2 separate regions of the Xenopus laevis genome follow, and region 2 is linked to region 1. The links are chromatin contacts, called in public Hi-C maps. All regions are on one chromosome and are shown on one strand. Each heading gives the region's core, a stretch centred on a gene start, on an enhancer-like site or on the middle of the called end of the contact. The rest is flanking DNA. Distances are from core to core; before and after follow the strand shown. Region 1 holds the start of ttll10.L (protein polyglycylase TTLL10). Region 2 has its middle 15 kb from the start of c1orf159.L.

Region 1 (6,782 bases), core at 1,801-4,300:
TACCACTCACTTCTGCTGTGGTGTAAAAAGGATGCCAGAAACAAACAGAACAAATGTATTCTTCAACACAATTCCAGATGGTTTATATTGATCAATCTCAGTACATTCAAAAGATGAGACAGCGCAATCTGACACCAGATGGAGATAGCTTAGGGAAGTCTAAAGTTAATCTTCTAGTTTATTAATGCCTCATGTTGTCCTGATCCCATAAAGCATAAATTGATTAGGGAGATGAACTAAGCCTGATTCCATCTTCAGTACTGTTGTCCCTTCACTTGGGCAAGCAGAGCCTAGGGGATTGTTATCAATCCTTGTTGGAGCACAGGCTGCTGTTTATAGCTAACTCTTTCTGTCTAGCTTTCCTAGAACGTGCTATTACAATATACTGTATAACCTGTAACTGATTAAAGCCTCATTCATGGGATCCCTGCTCCCTGACTTCACTAGAAGGGTTGTCCTTCTAGTGCAGCACAATCCGTGTATTCAGTTGCACATAAAAAACCCCACACATAAGTCCTCTGTTTTAGTGTGGGCAAGGTCTGATATTAATAAGTTCATTGTGGGTCATTTGCATTTCATTAGAGGTCAATGCACCACAGTTGTGGGTGTGCAAATTTCCCTGCAAATATGAAAAAGATCCCATTCATTAAAGGTACTTGGGTCTACATTCTCTCTTTACACTTCCATACAGTTGTGATAGGCACTGCTTCCTTCTGCCTCCCATTCAGAATCAATGTGGTTGTGACTATTGACACAGGCTGCCGTGGATGTGATTGTTCCAGGGTTCCCACATAAGCCTGCATCAATAGGCATAGCACAGATGTGGCTAAAGGATGGGGGTACACATCACTATTACACAGAAAATTATGCCAATTATTATTATGCATATTAATGACACGTATAATCGTAAAGTATAATAGTATATATAATAGCAGTATAATAACTACATATAATTTACATAAATTTTAAGCACACCTGGTCCAGTTTTAGTGCATCTTTGCAATTGTCTGGTGCATATTCCCATAGTGACTGCAATTATGCTAAATTCTTAGGGGGAAAGCTGCATTAAGGGGAAAAAAACATGGCAATTGCATGCGAAATTGCACTTTGCTCTCTGCATTTGTGGTAAATAAATGACCCCTATTTTGAATATATGCAGTGTGCAGTTCTTGGAGTTTTGCTGGCATTATAATAATAACCCTTCGCTGCTCCCATTGTCTGTAATAGTACAGGTATAGTATAGCATATATTATCTTGAATGCTTTGGACTGAGGTTTTCCAGGTTAACCTGGCATTTGGGGATTCATTTGTCTTTCCTCTTTCTTTTACAGGAAATAGGTAAATATAACTATTGGTTGGGATGGCTATTTATGTCCCAAACAAATGCAACTGGCATTTACATTGACATTGCTGATGTCTTGGCAGCATCGATAGTGCTTAGGCTTTTCTAACTATACGTGTATTCATATATATAGTTGGCTATACATGTAGAGATAGTGATGAGCAAATCTGTCCTGTTTTTATTTGCTGAAAAAGTTGTGAAACTGAGGGAAAAGTCCCAAGATGCATTATTTATTCCAAGCAAAATGCATTGAAGTCAATTTTTTTAGCGACTTCTTTTGTGTAAAATACATTGCAGCCAATGGGAGTTTTTTTTCAAACAACTTTTTCTGTTTAAAGGAACAGTTCAGTATAAAAATGAAAACTGGGTAAATACATAACTAGATAGGCTGTGCAAAATAAAAAAAATGTTTCTAATATAGTTAGTTAGCCAAAATGTAATGTATAAAGGCTGGAGTGATTGGATGTGTAACATAATAGCCAGAACACTCCTTCCTGCTTTGCAGCTCTCTAACTCTGAGTTAGTCAGTGACTTGAAGGGGGGGCCACATAGGACATAACTGTTCAGTGAGTTTACAATTGATCCTTAGCATGCAGCTCAGATTCAAAAGCAGTTATGACCCATGTGCCCCCTCAAATCACTGATTGGTTACTTCCAAGTAACCAATCAGTGGAAACCAAGAGAGCTGCAAAGCAGGAAGTAGTGTTCTGGCTATTATGTTAGACATCCAGTCACTCCAGCCTTTATACATTATATTTTTATATATTAGAAGCATGTTTTATTTTGCACAGCCTATCTATTTACCCAGTTTTTATTTTTACACTAAACAATTCCTTTAAAGTACATAGGAGTCAATTGGCATTGAGTGTTTCCAATGCAACATTTGCAGCGGTTTCGCCAAAAAAAAAATATATATACATTGATGGCGAAATGCAAAATTTCACCATTCATCCATACCTGGTGAAAAATTGTGTTCATCACTAAAGGGATGCAGGATCCTGAACCAAATCCGGAAGGTTAAAAGAATGGGTTAAGAGGAACCGCGTGAAAACTGTTAAAATTTTTTTGCCAGTTTCCTTGTTTGTGCAATGAAAATCATGTGATTTTAAGGATCCAGATTCAGTTTGACCACTTGGATTCGTCTGAATCAAAAAGGCAGAATCCTGGCAAAATCTTGAACTGAATTCTGGATTCAGTGCATCCCTAATAAATATATAAATATATTATACTCCAGTCCAAGACACTGCTAGAGAATTTTACATGGTGGTAAATACTAATTTGGCTCACTCTAATGGGAAATGCCTTGTTGTTTCTCAGTTATAGAAGCATCTAGCCAAATATTAAGAATTTCAATATATATCTTTGCTCAAAGACTTCACATGTTCACCTGCTGAATAAACGGGCCCATCAACACTTTATGACTAAGCTGTAGCTAAGTAAACTAAGTAGAACATTGTCAAACAGACACACCCAAGTTCACATGATAAAGGAACAACAGAGATAGAATGGGAACACAAACTTTTTCCAAGCCTACCACTTCTCTCCTTTAGTAAATAACACCAAATGGTTCTTAAATACACACCCACGGTCGATTAATAGAAGATATATCAGCATTATTTTGGGTAGTGAATAATGCAACTGTTCAGAAATGGCCTCCTGCCTGTAGTTGCTAGGAGACAAGATGTTGTGAATAGGAAGGGGGAAGGGATTAGGAAAATAATGCTCCACCTTGTCAGGCTAGAGTTGTAAAACTCTTGTGTCCTGGCAACCGCAAGCAGGCTCTGTGAGAAAATTAGTCCCTGCATTTACTGAATCTTTCAATAACATGTAGAGCCAGGTTAGTGGTTGACAACAGAGCAGGAGGAAATATTTGTCATGTACAGGTAGTGCCTGCACAGTAGCACATGAAGGCTGTCTAATTACTTCTAGTTATAGTAGAATACAAGATAAAGCAGCACAATCAAGTGCCAGGCAAAACTGACAGAACTGGAGCTGAAGAAAATCAAGGCTCTTTATTATTTATGTGAAGACTCAAGTCCTGAGGTGAGAATAGAGCAAAGCCAGATACATGTTGGTCACATCAGGGAATAATAAACTATGCATAACTATATGGGCTTATTATTGGTTTTAGACAGGAACAGTTATCATTTAATCAGAACCTTCATTTAAGTGGTAAATATAAGAATAACTTGTTCTTGATGGTAACTTAGCAAGTGTAAAACTTTGTTGGTGGCAAACAGTCCTATTGTGTTTTTTTATGTTTAAATATATTTTGGGAACCTTAAGGGTGAAGGTATATAGAGTGCTTTGTGTCAGCAGGAAATTGTGCTCTGTATGTGACAAAGTGTCTGAAAATACCCCTTCTTTGAGAAGAATGTCACTCACTGAGAGTAAAACATTTTAAAAACATGTTATGTAGTCATTTTTTTAAAAAAAATTTAAGAATTTTTTTTTTTAAAAAAAAGGTAAATTTTGCATGATTATGCAATGCAAATATTTTACCTGCTGCGTTCATCATAATGAAGGGGTATTTTCTGATTTTTGTTGCTCACATGGAGTGAGATATTTTATAGACAACAAACAGTCAGCGTATTATCGCCCTAAGGTATGTTGATTCAGATTATGGAAAATCCCTTTATCTGAAAAACCCTAGGTCCCAAGCATTCCAGTTAATAGATCCCATATCTGTGCCTATAGTTAAATAACACATTCAGCAAAAATATTTTACTTTATGATCCATGAGTGGTTTTACATATGATTGTTTTTGTGTATGATTTGTATTCAAATTTCAAGACTTTGGGGCCAACAAAATTGGTGGCCAGGGCCCCCCCCCCACATTATAAGAAAATTGGTGGCCAGGGCCCCTTAAACGTCCATGCATTTTCAAAGTCAGCAGCTCTCACAAAGATGGGGGACACGGCTAATCAAGTAAGTGTGGCGTCCCTTACCCTCGGGCCCCCTACAACTCTCCCCCCTGTCCGCCCCCGATGGCGGCCCTGTATACAGCACATGCACAGCCCACCAAACTCCTGGGAAATTCTTAAAAGATGTTGACATGGGAGCTCATATAAGAGGCACCCTGGACCAGTTAATTTCTCAAATAAGAAATGAGCTATTATATTCATTGAGATTGATGCCTTGTGATCACATTTAGTTCAGGTCATGCAACTTAATAAACAGATAATAAAAGAATGTGTTGATGGCCATATTACATAGATTAAAGAGGTCAACACCAGGCTCAAATCATTGGATCACATGGGAAGAATCCTGCTCAGGCTGACCAATTTATTTTAGAAAGTGGGCTTGATCAGCTGAGGACCCTATACCTTGAGGTCAGTTAAAATTTTTGACTGGCTGTATGAATGTAGCAAACAACTTGTTGATTTATAAATGAATTTTAAGCATGTATGAATTTTCAACCTTGAGGGAAAAATGATAATACAGCCTTGGACTAACTGAACAATCAGCTTTTTATAAAATTGTTCTAAAAACAGTGACAGGTATAATGTATAAAATATGAAAATCATCCTGTTATAATTTTTTTCTTGTTAACCTTAGTCTTCCGTACCGGCAAAAGATAAAACTACCAACACAATGAAATATCTCAGCATAAAGGCCCTACCACAATAGAATAATACCTAAGTGAATTGAAGATTAAAAATGGCCTGGTGTCTGTAAGCCAAGAGGAAATGGGGCAAGATGAAAATAGGCAAACTCCAGAAAAGAATGGCACACCAAGTAATGGTGCAGGCAGAATGGAGTGCAACACTGCAGAAGAGTCACATGAAACACATTTGAGAGGAAGAATAAGGCGAAAGGCTGATGTTAAAAAAGATGAGAAAAAATCATCTCTGTCAATACCAAAGTCCCCTAAAAAAGAAACAATTCAAAGGGAAGTTGTAAAGTCTGCAACTAAAGTGAGAAAAACATACAAGGAGAAGAATTTGCCTGATGACTCCAAGTCTAAAGAAACAGTTGAAAAGCAGATAAATGAGACTCGACCAAGCAGTAGGGGTGCAGAACAAAGGGATCCACCAACAATGTCCAAAGGTAATTTCCATTATTTAAAATGAAAAATGATTATAGAATTGAAGAGATGGATTATCTTTAATCCACTTTAATTTTAGAAGTTATATTTATGAAGGATGAAGATTGCTTTCACTAGGGAGAACCCAACATCAGCGATAGCTCCGTAGTTTATATTCACAGCTCGATCAATCAGTAAACTTTCTGTCCAGACAGCCATTGATTTAAGAAAGATAAGAACCATTGTTCTCTAATCTTTTCAATATTAACATAAAAGCAAAGAGTGTGCTGCTTTCATCCAAATCTTAGTATTTTAGAACAAAGCTGCAAATATAGCTAAATATGTTGATGGTGCATGGGGAGTCTGCCGTTGGTTTTTTGTAGTTGTCTATGAAGAGTCTCATTTATCCAGGTCATGATATACAATATCTAGAAGAATTAAAGAACCAGTAACATCAACAAATGAAATTGTTTAAAGTAATAAAAATATAATGCAGTGTTGCCCTGCACTGGTAAAACTGCTTTGTTTGCTTCAGAAACACTACTATTGTTTATATAAATAAGCTGCTGTGTAGCAATGGGGGCAGCCATTCAAAGGAGAAAAGGCTCAAGTTACACAGCAGATAAGCTCTGTAGAACATAATGTTATCTGTTATCCACTATTTAACCTGTGCCATATAGCCTTTTTTAAATTCCCACCATTGCTACTCAGCAGCTTGTTTATTTAAACTATTGTAGTGTTTCTGAAGCAAACAGATCAGTTTTACCAGTGCAGCACAATAGTACATGATATTTTCATTACTTTAAAACACTTTCATTTTTTTGGTGTTACTGTTCCTTTAAGTCAAAGGCAATTAGACATTTAAGGGGTATATTTATCAAAGAGTGAAGTTAGAGACCACCACAGTCCACTAGAGTGAAATACCGCCTCTCTCCATTCATTTCTATGGGATTTTTATAGGCGTATTTATCAAGGGGTGAAAATAAAAATTCACACTTTGATAAATACGCCTTTAAAAATCCCATTGAAATGAATGGAGAGAGGCGGTATTTCACTCTAGCTGCCTGTGGTAATCTCTAGCTTTACGTTTCGATAAATATACCCCTTAGAGTTTTTCTTGAAACGGTTTCACCACTAGTGATGGACGAATTTTTCTCCCGTGGCAGTTTTGACGCAATCGACTTTTCGGCCGTGCATCCATCGTTTTTTGACGCTAGTGAATTTTTGCAGGAGTTTTGCAAATTTATTCGCCGGCATTTGAATGCGGAAATTCACCACGAATTAGCGCCAGGCTAATTTATTCGCCCATCACTATTCACCACTCACATCCCCACTTGCAGTTATAGTGGAACCACTTGTCACCCCTGCTGCTCAAGTGCTGCAGTATGTGTTATAGGGCTCATATTGAACAGT
Region 2 (6,782 bases), core at 1,372-3,871, 150 kb before region 1:
TGGGATTTTTTGTCCCATCCGATCGAGATCTGGCCGACTTTCGGCCAGATCTCGATCGGTGAAGCCCGTCGGGGGGCCCAATACACGGGCCAATAAGCTGCCGACACGGTCTGTCGGCAGCTTTTATCGGCCCGTGTATGGCCACCTTTTCAGGAGAAATTACATTTTATTTTTTGGTCATAATTTACTACTGGTTCAATAAATATCAAACATTAGTGCTGAGTAACCTGCCCCTGCCCAGATATTTATATCTGATTAATCAATTAGATAAGCTATTCATGTTTGGACTCAATTGTATTTTACCTGCGACCAGTGTGTTACAGTATGGCATGTATGGATTCTGGAATGATAAATATACAGGTTATGATTTAATGCCATGACTTGTGACACCAGCAAGATAACTTTGGAATAAAGTGCATAAAGTATCCATATGGACCTATATATTTATTCAGAAATAATATTCTCTGCATAAAAAAACCAGGAACTAAATGAAATCTAAACATTAGTTAGAAATAGAGTATATTTTTATGATGGCACTAATTGTACTTGATGTGCCTCACTAGATTTGCAGAACAGCCCTGGGGACACAGTGTTTGTAATGACATGAACAAAGCTATATTTGAGGAAGTAGCAGACCTGTTCAAGTGGAAACAGTAGCAATTGTTTTCTGGTTAGAGAGATAGAGAAGTTCTGTGAAGATTTTCAGAACAATGGAATAAAGTAAACCTTAAGGGGAAATGTGCATCTTTTAATGTAGTGGCACAACCTCCGAGTACTTCGGTAAATAGGGTTGACAAGTTTTCTGGAAAATAATATTGGCCTTCCCATATTTTTCTCTCTCTATTCACTATTAATAACATTGTCTTCAGGATTCATCTTTATTGGTTAGGCCAGTAAAATACTGGCAAAGCAGCAACTATTTGCGACCTGGCAGCTGTATGGTTAATTTTCCCTCTGTAACGAGAAATCAACCCTCACTGCAGAATTTACAGAGCCCTCTTGTAAACCCCTAAAAGACACCATGTCTAGTGAACAGAGGACACTGCAATGCAATGCAACTGGCATACTTGGAGGAGGATCGCTCTGGGCATACTGCAATTTTTTTGTACATCCACCCATAGGTGTAAGAACCAGAGGGGGCAGGGGATTTTACACAAAGGTTCCAAATGTTGATCAACCACCTTAAGAAAAAACTGTTCCTTCTCCCCAGACTACATGGTCTCTGGCATCTTGGTCCCTCCTCCCCAGGCCAGGGCGCTAGCTCACTCCACACCTTCCGGCCCTCACTGTGCGCTGCACATGAGGTATGGGAGGGGCTAGGGAGGAGGGACTAAGATGTAGCAGACAGTGTAGTTTGGGCCCCCCAACGACCGCAGGGTCTGCAGTATAGGTGGTTATGCCAATAAGTGCCACCCTAGGCACCGGACCAAAGTGTGCTCCTGTCAACCTGCAACTGTGCATGCACACAGACAATGTGTGTTGTCAAGTGTGGTTGACCATAACTTAACTTCAACCACTGACACACTACTATGAACACGTTCCGCTCTCTTAAAGCTACCACCATAGGCATGGGCCCTCAGTTGCCTATATACTATATAAATATGGCTCTAGACGTCATCCCTCCTGTCACCTAACTTGTGCGCATTGCGCCTGTGTTTTTCACTTTGCACCTTGCTCTGCACCTAACATACAGTATGACCCCTCTTATGACTTGTTTTAAAATAATAAATTAATGCAAAGTTCAGTTCAGCTAAATTTTTGTGGCCACAACCCCTAATTGCCATGTTCATTTTACAAAATTTGGCAGGTTATGAAAGTTTGTGTTTTTTCAGTTATTACAGTTTTGCTAATGAAGGTGAATTGAAGCTGTGAGTCTAACTTCTCCCAAGGGGCCATGTTATCTAATATTGTTACAATTAATTATTTGCTTATCTCAAAACTGTTACAAAAGTATATTATCTGCAGATGTGGCAGTTCGGGGCTCTCTGCCAAAAGCCAATTAAGTTAGAGACATTTTTTCTTTTTCTGGCTGTTCAGTGCAGAGAAAATCGGGACTTTCCAGTTGAGCTGTCAAAAGAGGGACTGTTCTGAAAACGCGACAGTTGGAAGGTATGTAGAAGGGATTCCCAAACAGGGCCGGGAACTAGGGGTAGGCAGAAGAAGCAAGTGCCTTAGGGCACAAAGCTTGGGGGCGCCAGGCACGTACCTCAAAAGCAGCCTACCCCTAGTCCACCACTGAAAAATGTTAAGTGGGTGCCGCTCTGGTCAAAGCGTGTTGACACTGACCCCTCCGTGCTCAATTGCGCACGGTTGTGCACGCGCGTCCTCGCTTGCGCAGGTTGAGGCGCGAAGTGTCCGGCTGGGTTGCCTGGGGCTCCCAGCAGGCGTTGCCCAGCACTGTTCCCAAACTTGTAGTTCTTTTGCAAAAAGATCAAACTCAACATCCTTCTCTATCTGTGTTTATGAAATATTGGAATGTTTTGTAATGAGTAGTAATCTGGGAACAAAAATTAATCAGTTCTTCCTTATTGAGGCTTCTTTTCAGAACATTGTACAAGTGGTGACAGTGGGACACTCAGTGTCCGAAAACAGGAACTGCACTGAAATGAGGTCAGAGAAACCTTGCCATTCAATGGACTGATTACAGCATTAATTCCCATTAGAGTCATTGAGCAAAAGACTGCAGATGCAGCAATCTGAATATTGATTTGTCACAGCAATAGAATGTCTGATGCCATCTTGTTTTGAGGTAGGACAAATATGCATTGTTCAATTAATGATAACCCAAGAAATGCATCTGATTATTTGAGGACAGCTTGTTTGCAAGTATGGAGGAAAGCAGGCAAGGAGACTTTCTGATGGTGAAACATTCACTAAAGGAAATGAAACATTTCAGCCACAAACACCTTAATGATCCATTTTCTACTTACATCGTAAAGCTTATGACAGATTCCATGTCTATTCTCTAGAACATATTCGCAAGACTGAGCCACTAAAATTCATAATGAAATTCCAGGGGCTTCTGGGGCAAGAGAATGAAGGACCTAATGGGGGTTCTGATTCATGACCAGTTTCAACACATGCATGATAAACAAACAAAGCTGTTTCTATGAAGCCCTGGAACTTCGGTTCACACCACTGCTTGTCCTCTGGAATAACCCTGTCCAACAATCCAGCAAATGTTAATCTCATGTATTTTGTTAATGTGACTTTGCTTCCACCTACCTATGCAGGAATAGCAAATTCAGCAGTATGTTTTGTATGTATATATATATATATATTTGATCTCATATCTCCACCGGCTTTGTATTTTTTTTCCCGATGTCATCCTATAAACCAATACCATAATGTCCAAAGTATTATTAGACCACAAAATTTGTACAGATATGGGATCCGTTATCCGGAAACCCTTTATCCTGCTCTGAATTACGGAAAGCTCATATTTCGAAAGACTCCATTTTATCCAAATCTCTGTAATAATAAAACAGTACCTTGCACTTGATCCAAACTAAGATACAATTAATCCTTATTGGAACAAAACCAGCCTATTGGGTTTATTTAATGTTTACGTGATTTTCTAATAGACTTAAGGTATGAAGATCCTAATTACTGAAATATCCATTATCCAGAAAACCCCAGGTCCCAAGAATTCTGGATAACAGGTCCCATACATGTAGTTACAAAGACAAAAGGTCCTCTACACTCTATATTAAGGTCTTAATTTTTTTTTAAGCTACTAAAAAGGCCTTCCCTTTAAACAAAACAGGGATTGATTATCCATATATTACTATATATTCAAGCTGTCCAACTATGGGGCAAATTCACTAACCAGCAAAAATTCGTCAGCGCCAGCTTTGCGCACATCGAAACACTTCGACAGACGTGAATTCGCCTGGACAACACTCATTCACAAAGATCCGAAGTTACACACAGGGTACTGAACACCGGCGAAATTACACTCAGCAGTTCGAAGTTACGCTAGCGTTGGCTAATTAGCATACGGCGTGCAGTTAAAGTACAATGGCCGTATATGCTGCAGCAAATACATTACACTACACAAGGTCAGGGAACCTTAATAAAATTATATAAAGTTGTTATAATGCCCTACAAATGTGCCCACAGTATAGTTTATGTGCCATATGTTAGCAAAGGTAGGGGGGAAGGAGGGTACCCCAAAAAAAATTTTACGATCTTTACTATCACCCAGCGTTTTTTGGGACTTAGAAAAATGTTCAACTTTTTGTTGAGGAACTCCTATCTACTCTATTGTACTTCGCCTGGTCTGAGGTGGCGAAGGCAAGTCTGGCGATAGAGGTAACAGTCAGTAAAATCAAAAACTTAGTGAATTTGCGTAGTAATGCTCTTTCGCCAGACCAAAAGTTGGCAAAATTACGCCAGCTACCATCACCGTCGCCACGTTAGCCACTTCACCCTTTAGTAAATTTCCCCCTATGTCTCAGTCATCCCTGGTCTGGCCAGTCCTACACTGACTCCTGCCTAACGCTTTAAAATTGTTGTGGTGAACACAACCTTCCATTTTTTTTTGGGAGGGAGAGTGACTGCACCACTTCGGGGACTTCAGCTGGCCACATAGCATAAAGCATCCATTTCTTCATACTTTGTATTCCAACAACAGTGCAGTACAGCGTTTATGCCAACTAATCTGGTTATGGCTGGTAGAAGCTGGAAAAGACAAGGGACTAGGCCTCTAATTACACTAATGAAGAAAATAATTCCTGAGAAGCTGTTTATAGAATCTGGAGCAGGTTTTTCCACTTTATCAACTGAACTCATTCATTTTTGGATCATACATTTCTATATTGTGGCTTGCTGCCTAATTTTCATTTTGGCACGCCGCACCACTAGGAAAGCCTGAACATGTCTGTAAGAGCAGCAGCCTCACCTATGATATAAGTCACATGGTATCTGTATACTTGTTTGTACAAACGACAGCACCTCTGCTCAAAAACCTCCTGCTAAGAGGAGCACATGAATAGTGAGGAAGGCAGTCACAGTGCAGTTAATATTGTTTTTTTATCATTCTAAGACTAAAGTTAAAGGTTAACAATACAGATCATGTGTAAAATCAAGAGCATTTATAGAAAATCCAACTACAATGGCTGCCCTGTATGCTGCCCAGCAACTTGCATTTATTGAAAGCATGAATTATATTGACATATGATTTGGTAACGTCAGGGCTAAGCTACAGATGATTGATTCTGACTTTATCAGACCCAGGGCTGGAACTAGGGGTTGGCAGAAGAGGCACGTGCCTAGGGCGCAAAGTTTGGGGGGCACCAGGCACGTACCTAACATGCAGCCTACCCCTAATCCGGCAAGTGTTACCTCATTCAAAAGTGGGTGCACTCTCTGAAGTGCTTTGCACACGACCATACTAGGCTGTTTGCGGTTGCGCACGTGCGTCCTCGGTTGCACACAGTGGCGCACTGCAGTGGCCGGTTTGCCTACAGCGCTCGGCTGGCCTGGCCTGGCACAGATCTGACCCCCAAAATATAGTCACTCACCAGCATGAGATTTTGTGTGATTCAACAAAATCGAATCTCTCCTGCTGTGACGTAAAATGGATCAGTTGGATGGTGTGTCTTGTTCTTGCAAAATCATCTTACAATGTATTTAAATAAGACGAATAAATCTTTCAGAAACCAATTGTATTGTGCCAGATGGCAGATCTTCCATGTCGTTTACACATTCCATTATTTTTGACCTGTGCAATTGCGTCCCACTTGTAGGTGTAATCTTTTGATCCCTTACCATCCTACAATACCTCAATGAATGATTCATATCTCTAGCATATACATTTTCAGCACTACATGTGATAACTGTCATGATATTTCAGGCCATTACTTGTGAATGATCACTCATTGAAAAAGAGAGTAGGTAGTTTCCAGGACCAGGTCCTTACCTTTCAGCTACATCAAATCTGGACTGGGTGTCAAAATAGGCCTATGCATTCCAGTACACAGAGGCCCAATCTGCTCCCCAGCAGCCCATTAATAGTGACATTTGCCAGAACTAACAGATTGCCAGTCCGGGCCTGAGCTACAAATCGACTGATCAATAAGATTGCTGTAGCAAGTACCTGGGAACCAGTTCTGCTTGCCCATCCCTAATGAGGTTGCTGGGCCTAGTGGTGGGGAGAGGTATGGATGGGTGAGTCACAGAAAGTTTTGGAGGGTTTGGGGTTCTCCTTTGTACAAGTGCAAGCTATTGGCATTTCATCCATTAGACTCTATTTAGTATAGATAGAAAATGCTTAGTTTCCATCTGCCACACCTTTTGGATAATAATCTCCTTTTGTGTCCTTGTTCTGGTCTCCATATAAAAAGTGGAGAGCTCAATCATCTGTAAAGGTAATTAAGAAAAACTGCTACCTTCCAATATTAGTATTAAATAATAAAATTCAGCTGCACACTAAAACTGAGTAGTGCATAAAGGTGATTTATTATTAAAACGCCCTTTTCTCTATTTAATATTGTGCAGCAGGGTTTCCTAATGTATTACTTGCCCTGGATATTTTTTAAGCTAGTGTTTCTGCCCTATATATTTCACCTAAAACTTTCCTTTTCTTCCATTTGGCAGAAGTTAGTTACTGCAGGCAGACATGGCTGTTTGTATATGGAGACTGGGAATACTCCCTTCCAAGAATAGAATGTGTGCTCTCTTTTAGAAGTACTTAGCTGTAAGCTATGCCTGTCAGTGTGAGGTTCAGAACCTGCTCAGTTGGTAAATATATATAACCTGCCTAATAAAGTCTGATATCT

Evidence for each region. A called contact is a pair of places that touch in the nucleus more often than the background predicts.
Region 2: a Hi-C map of animal cap shows a contact between it and region 1, with 8 times the contacts expected there. The contact joins the enhancer-like site here to the promoter of ttll10.L in region 1. A contact is called at or near these places in 3 of 4 Hi-C or Micro-C datasets (the XL177 cell line, the XTC cell line and animal cap).

What each region holds. Positions count from the first base shown.
Region 1 is chr7L:90,070,509-90,077,290 of Xenopus_laevis_v10.1, reverse strand. ttll10.L (protein polyglycylase TTLL10) reads left to right here and starts at 3,050. Exons shown (of 12, transcript XM_041569045.1): 1 at 3,050-3,385; 2 at 4,901-5,392. The coding sequence starts at 5,032.
Region 2 is chr7L:90,223,875-90,230,656 of Xenopus_laevis_v10.1, reverse strand. No RefSeq gene overlaps it. Among protein-coding and RNA genes, the nearest start is that of c1orf159.L, 15 kb to the left of the region's middle. Within about 2 kb of position 2,621, at least 1 of the 7 cell types and tissues checked has an H3K27ac peak or open chromatin away from gene starts, as enhancers often do.